Linked DNA regions of Sus scrofa: regions 1 and 2 are each linked to region 3. Evidence: chromatin contacts called from public Hi-C and HiChIP or PLAC-seq data. All regions are on one chromosome and are shown on one strand. Each heading gives the region's core, a stretch centred on a gene start, on an enhancer-like site or on the middle of the called end of the contact. The rest is flanking DNA. Distances are from core to core; before and after follow the strand shown.

What was found. Hi-C and Micro-C count contacts between places; a contact is called where the count stands out from the background. HiChIP or PLAC-seq counts read pairs in DNA pulled down with a chosen protein or histone mark.
Region 1: a Hi-C map of epiblast stem cells shows a contact between it and region 3, with 1.7 times the contacts expected there. The contact joins the promoter of SLC5A5 here to the promoter of MAST3 in region 3. A contact is called at or near these places in 1 of 47 Hi-C or Micro-C datasets (epiblast stem cells) and 1 of 2 datasets of contacts at active chromatin or transcription factors (alveolar macrophages).
Region 2: an H3K27ac HiChIP or PLAC-seq map of alveolar macrophages shows a contact between it and region 3. The contact joins the promoter of LSM4 here to the promoter of MAST3 in region 3. A contact is called at or near these places in 6 of 47 Hi-C or Micro-C datasets (alveolar macrophages, embryonic fibroblasts, heart right ventricle and 2 more) and 1 of 2 datasets of contacts at active chromatin or transcription factors (alveolar macrophages).

Annotation. Positions count from the first base shown.
Region 1 is chr2:59,883,785-59,887,977 of Sscrofa11.1, reverse strand. It overlaps SLC5A5 (solute carrier family 5 member 5), which reads left to right and starts at 2,892. Exons shown (of 15, transcript NM_214410.1): 1 at 2,892-3,460. The coding sequence starts at 3,104.
Region 2 is chr2:59,497,203-59,501,152 of Sscrofa11.1, reverse strand. LSM4 (U6 snRNA-associated Sm-like protein LSm4) reads right to left here and starts at 1,593. Exons shown (of 5, transcript XM_021083528.1): 1 at 1,475-1,593. The coding sequence starts at 1,477.
Region 3 is chr2:59,697,549-59,701,547 of Sscrofa11.1, reverse strand. MAST3 (microtubule-associated serine/threonine-protein kinase 3) reads left to right here and starts at 2,180. Exons shown (of 28, transcript XM_021083495.1): 1 at 2,180-2,266. The coding sequence starts at 2,228.

The DNA of each region.
Region 1 (4,193 bases), core at 1,643-4,142, 190 kb before region 3:
TCCTGCTGGAGCTAGAGCAAGATCACAACATCCAGCCTCTGACCTGCTGTGTCTCCAAGGTGATGTGGGAACGATGGGGTGGCCCAGGCAGCAGGCAGCAGGAGGGCAGCAGACGCCCACCCAGCTCCCAGACATGGCTGCTCCTTCGGCTTAGACTGCAGCTGCTGGGCCTTCAGGGATTGCTCTGTTCCTCTCCCTCCATCGATAGAAGGTCCTGGATCCTGCCTACTCTCCTCCCCATCCCATGATCTGAGTCATACAGTCCGGGAAGCCATGATTGCCTCCCCTCCCCACCTCTCCTCTCCTCCATGCTTCTTCCTCCTCCACCCACCCTGCAGGGCTCCCAGCTCTGGGCCTCCACTCCCTTCCAGGAATTCCAGAACATGTTCTGAATTCACCTGTTTCTCCCCACCCGACAACCCCTGCCTTGGACATAGTGGGCTTTTCAGAACCTTAAGTCCTTCATTTGCTCCACACTATCCAATTGCCATCCCCCACCCCTGGGGCAACTTCAGAATAAAATCCAGACCCCTTGTCAAGGCTTAAGGTCCACTGTGGTCCTCCCTGCCCTGCTCCTTCCCACCTGAGGGCCCTCGCTTCTCCACAACTACCACCCTGGCCACACACACCCGCTCCCCCATGCTTCCAAGCCTGGCTGGCTCATTCTCTACTGGCAGGGCCCACATAAAGTCTGCTCCCCCAGCATCTGCATCGCTGACCTTGCTTCTCTCTTATCATCCCATCAGTTCCTTTGTGTGTGTGTGTGTGTGTGTGTGTGTGTGTGTGTGTGTGTGTGTTGAGGGCCACACCCACGGCATATGGAGGTTCCCAGGCTAGGGGTCCAATCAGAGCTGTAGCTGTTGGCCTACACCACAGCCACAGCCACACCAGATCTGAGTGGTATCTGTGACCTACACCACAGCCCACAGTAACACCGGATCCTTAACCCACTGAGCGAGGCCAGGGATCAAACCCGCATTCTCATGGATGCTAGTTGGGTTTGTTAACTGCTGAGCCACAATGGGAACTCCTGCATCAGTTTCTGAAATGGGTATTCATCTGCAGGTTTGGTCAGAGCCATGAGCCTGTGGGCAGGGTGGGTTCACCTGGATCCTGCTGTGTCCTCGGCACCTGGAGTGGGGCCCTGCACATACTAGGTGCTTAATGCATGAGATTCAGCCCAGGTGTCATTCTGCAGCCTGGACCCTTCTTCTACCACTGCAGGAGAAGCAGGGAGCTGGCAGGGGACAATCACCCCTCTGAGCACCCCTCTGGGGAGACAAGGCCAGTTTTACCTGGCTTACATCAGTTTGCATATATTTGCATTGATTGGCGCAGCTTTGAGGGAATCCACCCGGATTTCCCCTTTCTCATCACGTTTTCCTGGAGGATGCAGCAGGGAACTAGAAGGAGGAAAAACTCCCAAGTTCTCCCCACCCTCCTGGCAGGAGATGCATGCCAGTGAGCAGCAGATTCTCATGTGGAGGCGTGCTATCGCAGCTCCAGGAAGGATCTGGCTGGCCCTGCACTGTGCCACGAGTTGGAGAGAGGAGACAGTCCCCGGTGACTCCTGAGGATGCCTGGGGGGGAGGATGCACCCAGCTTGGGAGGTGCGTGTCTGCCAGAGGGGGCCACCAGGGGGCGTCAGAGGCTGGGGACGGTTAGGGAGCCCTAACTTCAACCCAAGGAATTCTTAGATCCCTCCCGGCTCATAGAGGAGAGAACCCAGCATTCACAGGGCGAGATAGGATTCGAACTCAGAGCTCAGAGCCTCTGGAGGCCCAAGTCCCTCAGGGTCCAGTAGCGAAGGGTCCCAAGATGACAGTGTTGCATTTCTTGATGGCATGACCCCACACAAAGGACTTTCCCTTCCCCTGTACCTCAGATCTCTTCATTTGTAACATTAGGGGCCGACCAGACACTACTTCCCCAGGTTTTCATGTCTCTCCATATATTCAAGTTCATGGCCAGTGACAGCCCCTCCATGACCTCCATCATACACTTAATGCCTGGCACAGCGTAGGTTCTCAATGCATATTTGGTGAAGGAACCAACAAATGAGGGAAGAAATGAATGAATGAGGTACTTACTCTGTGCCAGGCTGTGTTATGCGGGTTGAATTTATTCCTCCGAGGCAAGGGCTATATGTTAGCCCCACTTACAGATGGGGAATTGAGGCCCAGAAAGAAGCAAAGACTACTTCAGATATATATGTGCTCAGAACCCCACTACCTCCCACTAAGCTTAACCTAAGGACAGCGTTTGGTGATGTTCTCCTGCTAGAAAGGGAGTGGGTCAAGGTGCCAGTCGGGGGAGGGGTTGAAGCAGTGCAGGTTTCCTTTTGGGGACGCTGCAACCTTGAAAGTAAACCCCAGTCCCGTGGGTGAGCGAGCTCCCCTGTAGGTCAAGATACAAAAGCACAGTGGGGATTTGAATGCTGTGTAGTGCTGGGTAAGTGACATGCCAACTCTGAGTCTCAGTTTCCCCACTTGTCACAGGGAGACTTTAAAAGCTTATGGCCAGGGGAAAGGGCCACGCGAAGCAAGGGGGGCATCCATCACCCCCACCCCCAGCAGCCACCCAAGTGTCCTGTCCCAGCCTCTCTGGCCCAGTCCAGAAGGGAAAGGGTGCGGGTCCTTCCCGCCCCCACACGCGGGGGCGGAGTTTCGTCGACCCGGAGCCCAATAAATCCGCAGCCCTGCAGCCAGCTGCGCGTTTAAGCCCCGCCAAGACCTCCAGCAGTCAGAGCTGAGCGCGGCTCCCAGGGAGAGGACAGACAGAGGGCTGGGAAGTGGACACGCAGCTGCACGGGGCAGCCGGACCAAGTGGAGGCCAGGTGGACGGACAGACAGACGGCAGAGACAGACGCCAAAGACCGAGAGGAAAGTCAGGGAGGCAGTCGAGGATCCACAGATTCCTTGCCCGGGGAACCTCGGCCCGCAGGGGACGAAGGGGAACCGGCGCGCAGTGTCGCATCGGAGGCCGAGCATCCTCCCACCTCCTCGCAGTCCTGCCTTCTGGGCCGCTGCCAACTTCCCTCAGCCCGGGAGCTCGAGGTGGCTGGAAAGGCTCAGGACGCGCCTTGTCCCCGCACCCGGCCCTCATGGCGACCGTCGAGGGAGGCGCGCGGGCCACGTTCGGAGCCTGGGACTACGGAGTCTTCGCCCTCATGCTGCTGGTGTCCACTGGCATCGGGCTGTGGGTTGGGCTGGCGCGGGGTGGGCAGCGCAGCGCCGAGGACTTCTTCACCGGGGGCCGGCGCCTGACGGCCGTGCCCGTCGGCCTCTCGCTGTCCGCCAGCTTCATGTCGGCGGTACAGGTGCTAGGCGTGCCAGCGGAGGCCTACCGCTATGGCCTCAAGTTCCTCTGGATGTGCCTGGGACAGCTGCTCAACTCGCTGCTCACTGCCCTACTCTTCCTCCCAGTTTTCTACCGCCTGGGCCTCACCAGCACTTACCAGGTACGGGGCAGAGACCCTGAGGCAGGACCTGCCTGGTGGGGAATAAAGGGATGCGGAGGGGGAGGCCCTGAGCTTTGAATTGCTGTGCAGGGAGCCGCAGGCGGGCTCCTCGGCGTCTTCATAGGGTAGCCACCAGGCGGACCAGTAGGGAGGGTTCTGGGAAGAAGCCTGAGGCAGTGGGGCCAGGGGCCGGAAGGAGGAAGAGGAGCTGGTGGCGTCCTGGTTTTCTTTGGTGAAAACCCGCTCAGGGAGGGGCCAGCCCGGCCAGGGGCGCGCTCACGTGTGGACAGGAGCACCCCTGCTCTCCACATGCGTGGGCTTGCGTACACCCGACTGCTCGCCCGGCGGCCCGCTCCGGGTTCCAACCCCAACTTCCCCGCTTCCTCCTACCTCCCGCAAGACTTTGCCTCCCAGCTCGGGTTCCCTAAAAGTCTAAGTGGCCTGATTTCAGGACTTCCCTCCAGGGCAGTGGGCAAAGTGATTACAATACTGACCAGTATACGGTAGGCCACCCATCACAGTTGGCCGCAGGCACTGACTGTTATCTTGCCAAAGTTGACTCCGAGCCGCAGCAGCCGGTGGCGGGGGCCGACCAGACTTGAGTGGGGGTGGGCGGGGCCGATGTGTGCACTTTTGATGGCTCAGTCCTCCTGGGCACAGGCGCGGGGATGGCGCTTGTGTACAAGTGTGTGCAGATAGGTCGGAGTGTGTGCACTTGGCTGGAAACCCTGCG
Region 2 (3,950 bases), core at 344-2,843, 200 kb after region 3:
TCTAGCCTTTCTCAGAACATCTGGGGTCTGGCCCTCAGGTCTAGGTCCATCCACACCTAAATACATTTATTTATTTGCTTTTTAGGGCCGCACCCATGGCATATGGAGGTTCCCAGGCTAGGGGTCGAATTGGAGGTACAGCCACCAGCCTGCGCCACAGCCACATGGGATCTGATCCACGTGTGCAGCTTACACCACAGCTCACAGCAACACTGGATCCTTAATCCACTAAGCAAGACCTGGGATCAAACCCCCAACCTCATGGTTATTACTCGGATTCGTTTCTGCTGTGCCACAATGGAAACTTCCACAACTGGATTTAATGGTGTCCTGAGGTTCCCAACTCAGGAAGCTGCTGATCACCCACTCCCTCACCCAGACCTTGGCTTGGCTTCCGCCCCACCCCGACCACAAGGAACAGGCAGTGTGTAATGCCTTAGCCACTCCTGAACACAGACTTTGCACAGACACTGTTCTAGGCTCTGGCAATATATGAGGATAAAACAGAGATCCTATCTCCATGGAGCTTAACAAATGGATTCTTCCACAGACCAACTCTACCCTCCAGAGAGACGAACAGAGAGAACGAAGCTGCTCCCTTCTCTCCATCCCTACAATGACCAGAAGAATTACTGAACCCTCATGGTCAGCTCCGAAAAATGTGCAGCGACCATCTTAGAGGACTCGAGGGCTGATGGGCCAGGTTCTCTCCCAGCTCAATTCCTCTGTGTGGGCCTCCATTTCCCTGTCTGTCACTCACTGGGGACACAGGCACGCTGGTTTAGATCTCCAATTTCCACAACTTGTGAGATGGCATGGCCCTGGGGAGACTTCCTGCCAGGGCCTCGATTTTTTTGTTTTCTAAACTGGGATACGGTTAGCCCATCCATGGCTGAAAACGCCCCCCCTTCCCCTGGAACCATATGCTGTGTGACCCCGGAAGAAGTTAACCTTGCTTTGGGTCTGCTTTTTAGTCTGAAAAGGAGAGGCATAAGAGGTTGCGCAGCTAGCATTCCAAGGGCAGTACAACCCCCGAAATTCCCCAGATTGGCTGAATTTGAGAAAGAAGGCCGGCCCCCTACTGCCTGGTGCTCTAGCTTTACTGTCTAGGAGGTCAGATCGGGTCGGATGCACTGGGAGCCATTTCCCCGTCCGAAAACTCACTCTGCTGCATTCACCGGGCCCTTCAGCAGGTCCCCTTCCTCTCTGGCCTCAGTTTCCCCATCTGCAAAATGGGAAGACTGCTGCCAGACTGCCATACTGTGATTTCATTTCTATCCAATCCCAAGCTCCCCCGAGACCGACGTGCTTGGTGTCCTGGGAGAAGCTCTTCCACTCTCCGGCCTGTCCTCCCCACCTTGGGCGAAGGGGCAGGACTCAAGGCCCAGATTACAGGCTGGCTCCACAACGCCCCTGAACCAACAACCGCCCCGAGGGCCCTTGGCGGCCGGCTCCCCCGTCGCACCGCCCTCACCATGGTGTCGGCGGGGACTAGGCTCGTGGGCTACTTCCGCCGCCGCCGCCGCTCACGTTCCCGCCGGTAGCTGCAGCTCTGCGCGCCACTAGGCTGAAATGGAGTGGCAGCAACGCGAGCCAGTCAGCACGAGGCTCATGGGAAGGCCAACCAATCCACGCGGAGTAAGGCGGGGCCTATTAAACACGAGGGGCGGGGCGGGCCGCGTTCCTACCGGAGAAATGAGAGAGAGAGTCGTAAAGTGCCGCTATGAGTGCTGCAAAAGGGGGCGGAGCAATGTGCGCCGGCGCAGGAGGCCTTGTGGGTAAGGGCGCCTGCGCAGGTGCAATCTTCAGTGATTTTTCCGGGCTCCACGCTGTGGGCAAAACGGGGTAGTGCCTCCAATTTCCAAATGGAGGAATGGCAGCTCTATGGTTATTGCCATGTGTCCCTTCGAGCTCCTACTCTTCTGATTCTCTTTATTGTAGTTGACCGTTGTCCAGGGCACTTCTTTTGATAGGCTAGACGTACCGGTGTGAACCTCAGTTTGCTTCCCTTTGAAATGGGCTTAATAATAGTGTCTGCTTTAGAAGGTTGCAATGAGTGCCAAGTGATTTATGCCTTGTAAAAGAAGAGTGCCCGGCACGTACTGAGCACTTGATACACGGACATGCAATAAATATTTATTGAGCATCTACTACGGGCCTCCTCCTGGAAACACAGAAGAGAATAAACCAAACAAAACTCCTGGCCCTCCTGAGGTTTAGGAGCCCACTGGGGAGGCAGACTGTAAACAAAATAGACAAATGTATTAGTTTCCTTGGGCTGCCATAACAAATGATCAAACTGGGTGGTTTTATTTTTTTATTTTTATTTGAATATTTTTTGCTTTTTAGGTCCTCACCCATGGCATATGAACGTTCCCAAGCTAGGGGTCGAATTGGATGGAGCTACAGTTGCCTACACCATAGCCATGGCAATGCAGGATCTGAGCAGCATTTGTGGCCTACACCGCAGCTTCCTTAACCCACTGATTGAGGCCAGGGATTGAACCTGAGTCCTCATGGATACCTAGTCCGGTTCCTTACTGCTGAGCAACAACAGGAACTCCAAACTGGGTGGTTTTAAACAGTAAAACTTAATCCGAAAGACTGAAATCAAAGTTTTAGCAGAGTTGGTTCTTTCTGAAGGATCTGAGGGGCAATTCATCCCATGCTTCTCTGCCAGCAATCCTTGTAGTTCTTGGCACAGATTCCTCTGTCATCACATGGTGCTTTTCTTTGTGTGTCTCTGTGTCTCAACTCTTCCTCTTTTTTTTTTTTTTTTTTTTTTGTCTTTTTGCTATTTCTTGGGCCGCTCCCGCGGCATATGGAGTTTCCCAGGCTAGGGGTTGAATCGGAGCTGTAGCCACCAGCCTACGCCAGAGCCACAGCAACGCGGGATCCGAGCCGCGTCTGCAACCTACACCACAGCTCACGGCAACGCCGGATCGTCAACCCACTGAGCAGGAGCAGGGACTGAACCCGCAACCTCATGGTTGCTAGTCGGATTCGTTAACCACTGCGCCACGACGGGAACTCCTCTTCCTCTTTTTTTATGAAGGCATTCCTTTCTCGTATTAGGCCCTTCCTAAACTCAGGTTAAATTTCATCTTGAGATCCTTAATTATATCGACAAAGACTTTATTTCCAATAAGGCCATATTCACAGATATGGGGGTTAGAACTGATCTCTGTTATCGATGTTCTGTTGGAACATTAGCCTGCAGTTGAGCAAGATCAAACATGAAACTATTTTATTTATTTATTTATTTTATTTTTTGTCTTTTTGCCTTTTCTTGAGCTGCTCCCGCGGCATATGGAGGTTCCCAGGCTAGGGGTCGAATTGGAGCTGCAGCCACGGGCCTACGCCAGAGCCACAGCAACACAGGATCCAAGCCGCGTCTGCAACCTACACCACAGCTCACAGCAACGCCAGATCCTTAAACCACTGAACGAGGGCAGGGATCGAACCCACAACCTCATGGTTCCTAGACAGATTTGTTAACCACTGAGCCACGACAGGAACTCCAAAACTATTTTATAATAAAGTGTTGAATAGCTTATGTGATTTATTGAATACCGTACTGAAAGTAAAAGAACAGTTATAAGTGTATCCCTTCTTTACCATTGTGAGCATATGACTGACTGGGAGCTGAGGCTCGCTGCTACTGCTGAGCATTATGAGAAAGTACCTTACTACATATCACTAGCTTGGGAAGGGATCAAAATTAAAAGTTCAGGGAGTTCCCGTCATGGCGCAGTGGTTAACGAGTCCAACTAGGAACCATGAGGTTGAGGGTTCGATCCCTGGCCTTCCTCAGTGAGTTAAGGATCCGGCGTTGCCGTGAGCTGTGGTGTAGGTTGCATACGCGGCTCGGATCCCGCATTGCTGTGGCTCTGGCGTAGGCCGGCGGCTGCAGCTCCGATTAGACCCCTGGCCTGGGAACCTCTATACGC
Region 3 (3,999 bases), core at 931-3,430:
TACTATTTAGCCATAAAAAAAAATGAAGTAGCGGCATTTGCTGCAATGTAAACAAATCTTGAAAACATCATGATGAGTGAAAAAAGCCAGACACAAAAGGCCACAGGTTTGCATGAGTCCATTTATGTGAAATGTCCAGCACTGGCGAATTCATAGAGAGAGAAATCAGATTGCTGGTTACCAGGGACTAGGGGAGGGACAGAATGGAGGAGTGGCTGCTCACCAGTATAGGGTTCTTTGTTTGTTTTGTTTTGCTTTGTTTTTGTTTTTTTAGGGCCACACCTGTAGCATATGGACATTCCCTGGCTAAGGGTCGAACTGGAGCTGCAGCTGCTGGCCTACACCACAGCCACAGCAATGCCAGATCTTTAACCCACTGAGCAAGGCTAGGGATCGAACCCACATTCTCATAGATACTAGTAGGGTTAGTTAACTGCTCAGCCACGAAAGCAAGTCACAGTATAGGTTTTCTTTAGGGGCTGATGAAAGTGTTCTAAATTTAGATGATTGCACAAGAGGGCTGTGAACATTAAAAACCACAGAACTGTGTACTTTAAAAAGGTGATTTTTTTTTTTTGGTCTCTTAGGGCCACAACCATGGCATAAGGAGGTTCCCAGGCTAGGGGTCTAACCAGAGCTGTAGCTGCCGGCCTACACCACAGCCAGAGCAACACCAGATCCTTAATCCACTGACCAAGGCCAGGGATCGAACCTACAACCTCATGGTTCCTAGTCGGTTTTGTTTCCACTGCGCCTCCCGAAACTCCCTAAAATGGTGAATTTTATGGTAGGTGAATTACAAGTCAATTTCATGGATGAGATAAACAAGTTTTGTCTTGAAGTCTTGATTTTGATGTCCTCAATCTGGCCACTATAACTTGGTGGGATCCTACAGTACCTCACAGGTCATTAGCCAGAGACCCTACCTAGGGTTCCCTCCAATGTAAGAACATTCTCTAATGTCTGGTCAGAACAGGGCGGTAAAGGAGGAAAATTGCAGCTGCAGAGACAGTGGGGCCCTAGTGAAAGAGAGAATGTGAGTGCCATCCTGGGACTTTGGACTTTTCCCAGCCTCCCTTTCCCTTCTGCCAAGTCAGACTGAACAATGATGGTCAAATACCTGTGAGAGGTCTTCATGAGGCACTTGGCTGGGTGCTCAGCTGGCACTCAGCAAAAGCAGTTATCCTCAAAACAAACAAACAAACAAACAAACAAACAAACAAACAAACAAAAAAAACCTAACAACTACAGTGGCAATCTATTCTTGTTAATAAAGATTTATTGGAACAAGGACCAGGATAGGGATGAGACAAGGGAGGCAAAGACATGCAAGGGCAGAGTCTGATCCTCTCATTTAATTAACTTGTTTATTTGGCCGTCGGGCTTATGGACTTCCCCAGGACAGGGATCAGATCCCAGCTGCAATAGCGACCTACCCAGATTAGGCAAGGATCCTATAACCCACTGTGCAGGGCGGGGATTGAACACGTGTCCTGGCATTACAGAGACATTCCTGATCTGGTTGCACCACAGCTAATCCGGTCGCGCCACAGCGGAACTCTTGATCCTGTCTTTACTTAAAATGTTGATGTTTAGCTCATTATGCATTTTTGCATTAGTTTTGATTCTTTAAAATGTTGTATTAAAATACTATATATCTTTTTTTTTTTTTTTTTTGGCCGCCCCTGGGGCATGTGGAAGTTCCTGGGGCCAAGGATAGAACCGTTGCCAAAGTTTGAGCGACCCATGCTGCTGCAGTGACAACGCCAGATCCTTAACCCGCTCCGCCACAAGAGAACTCCAAAATATTATATATCTTGATTACCGATTTATTTGCGGGCCCTTAAATATTGCATGGAGGTGAGTGCCCCACACTCTTCACCCTTGTTGCGGGCCCAGGGCACATGGATTAACTTCTCTGAACCTCAGTTTCCTCATTGGCAAAAGAGTTTTTTTTTTTTTAAATCAGGTGTTTACCTGGTAAAAAGATTTCTAAAATCTGGGAAGATTCATTGAAAAATGTTTACTTCTGGGCTGGAGGGGTGGGGAGGGGCCTGGAAGGGCGGGGCAGGCTCGCCCAAAGTGGGCGGACCTTTCGAGAAAAGCTCTCAAGGAGGGGCGGGGTCACAGCTCGTCAGCTGACCGGCTTGACCAATGGCGCGGGGTGGCGGGGCCTGGCAGGCTGAGGCGGGGCCGGGCGCCGGCCAGCAGTGCGGACTAGCGGGCCATGGACGAGCCAAGTCTCCTGCGACGCCGTGGGCTCCAGGTGAGGCACCAGCGCGGGCGGGAGGAGGGCGCTGGCGGAGTGAACCCAGCCTTCGTGTCGGGGTGGGGGCTTTGGCTGGCCAGGGGCAACTGAGGCAGAGGGCGGGAAGCGCTCTGGAGGCTCCCGCTCGCATCTCAAAGTGCTTTTCGTATGATGGGAAGAGGGTATGCCTATTTGACATACGGAGAAAGTGAGGCTCCGTTGGAGAAAGGGGCTGAGGGTTTCGCTCTCTCCACCAGCAGCATTTGAGCGCTCACCATATATTCATTGTTGTATTAATCATTTTACTAGTGATATATTAAGACTAATTAATGTTTATTAAAACTTGCCTCCTGCCTTCGCAGCGCCACCGCACCCTGCCTCAGCTCAACCCTTAACACAAGCTGGGGAGATTGGGGCTATCCAGACACCCATTCGTCAGTTAAGGAAACAGGCTCAAGTCTAGGAAAGTCACAAACCTTAGGTGGCCCAGCAGGGATTCAGTCCAGCGCCCTTAATCAGCTCTCTGGCGCACAAACCATTGCCAAGTGGCTGTGTGGCTTGGGAAGGGAGCGGCGTTGGCGGGAGGCCCTCTTGCTTCCTTGAACCTCAGTTTCCCCATTCACTATAAGGGCCTTTTCTGACCTGTAACCTCGGGTTTATGTTTGGGAGGCAGTGCCACCAGGAGATAAGAACATAGGCGTTAGGGCTAGCAGAGGCTGATATTCGAACCCACGTGACCGCGGGCGGCAACTTCTTTGACTTCACTGGGCCTCAGTTTTCCCATCTGTGCAATGGGAAGTTAGACATTCTAGCCATTTCCTTCTGAGGTTTAGACGACACTTAAGAAGCCACCATTTGCAAGCAGAGGGCATCCGGGATTCAACATTTACCCGACAAACATTTATTAAGTGCCTGCTGTATGCCCCCTCCCCTCACTCTGGAGAGGCAGGGCAGGGGAGGAGGGGTTCACCCTCTGGAACTCCCTTCCTGGATCCCCCAGCCTGTTGGGGGAGATGGTCCCCTGAGCAGCAGTGGCACTGTAGAGGATCTGCTGTGATGGGCACACTCAGGCACCCCTGGAGAAGGCACATGAACCAAGGGTTGCTGGGTAGCATTGGGACAGAAGAGGCAGCCACTGGTGGCAGGGCAGGGGATAGGTGTTTGGGGAAATGAAAGAGGCTGAAAAAAGCTAGAACCTAGTAAGGACAGGGGTGAAGCTGATGCGGGAGGGGAAAGGTGGCTTTTGAACCCGGGTTGTAGGACTGCAAACTTCTCCAGAGGTAAAGGGCAGCTGCATGTGTTTGGGTTCAAGGTCAGGGAGAATGAAGGTAGAGCTCCAAGGAAGAGACACACACACACACACACACACACACACACACACACACACACACACCACCAACCAGGACATTCGGCGCAGAAAGGGAGGGCTGGGTGTCAGAGACAGCAGTGGGGGCCTGAGCCTAGAGGAGGAGGTGCAGCAGGACTGGTGAGCAGTCGGGTGTTGTGGGGAAACAGGCCCCGCCTGGAGCCCCAGATAGACTTGAGCCCCGCCTGCAGCCTCTTAAAATAGAGAAACTGCCTTCGGGTAGGCGAATGGGGGTGCAGCTGACGTCAGAAAGTGGGGGCCGTTCCATGGCGAAGAGGCACCCATTCCTTAATGATGAGTCCCATGTTACAAAAGGGGAAACTGAGGCTCAGAATCATAGCCACTGTCTACACAGTTGTCACAGAGTATAGGTGACAGTCAGGAT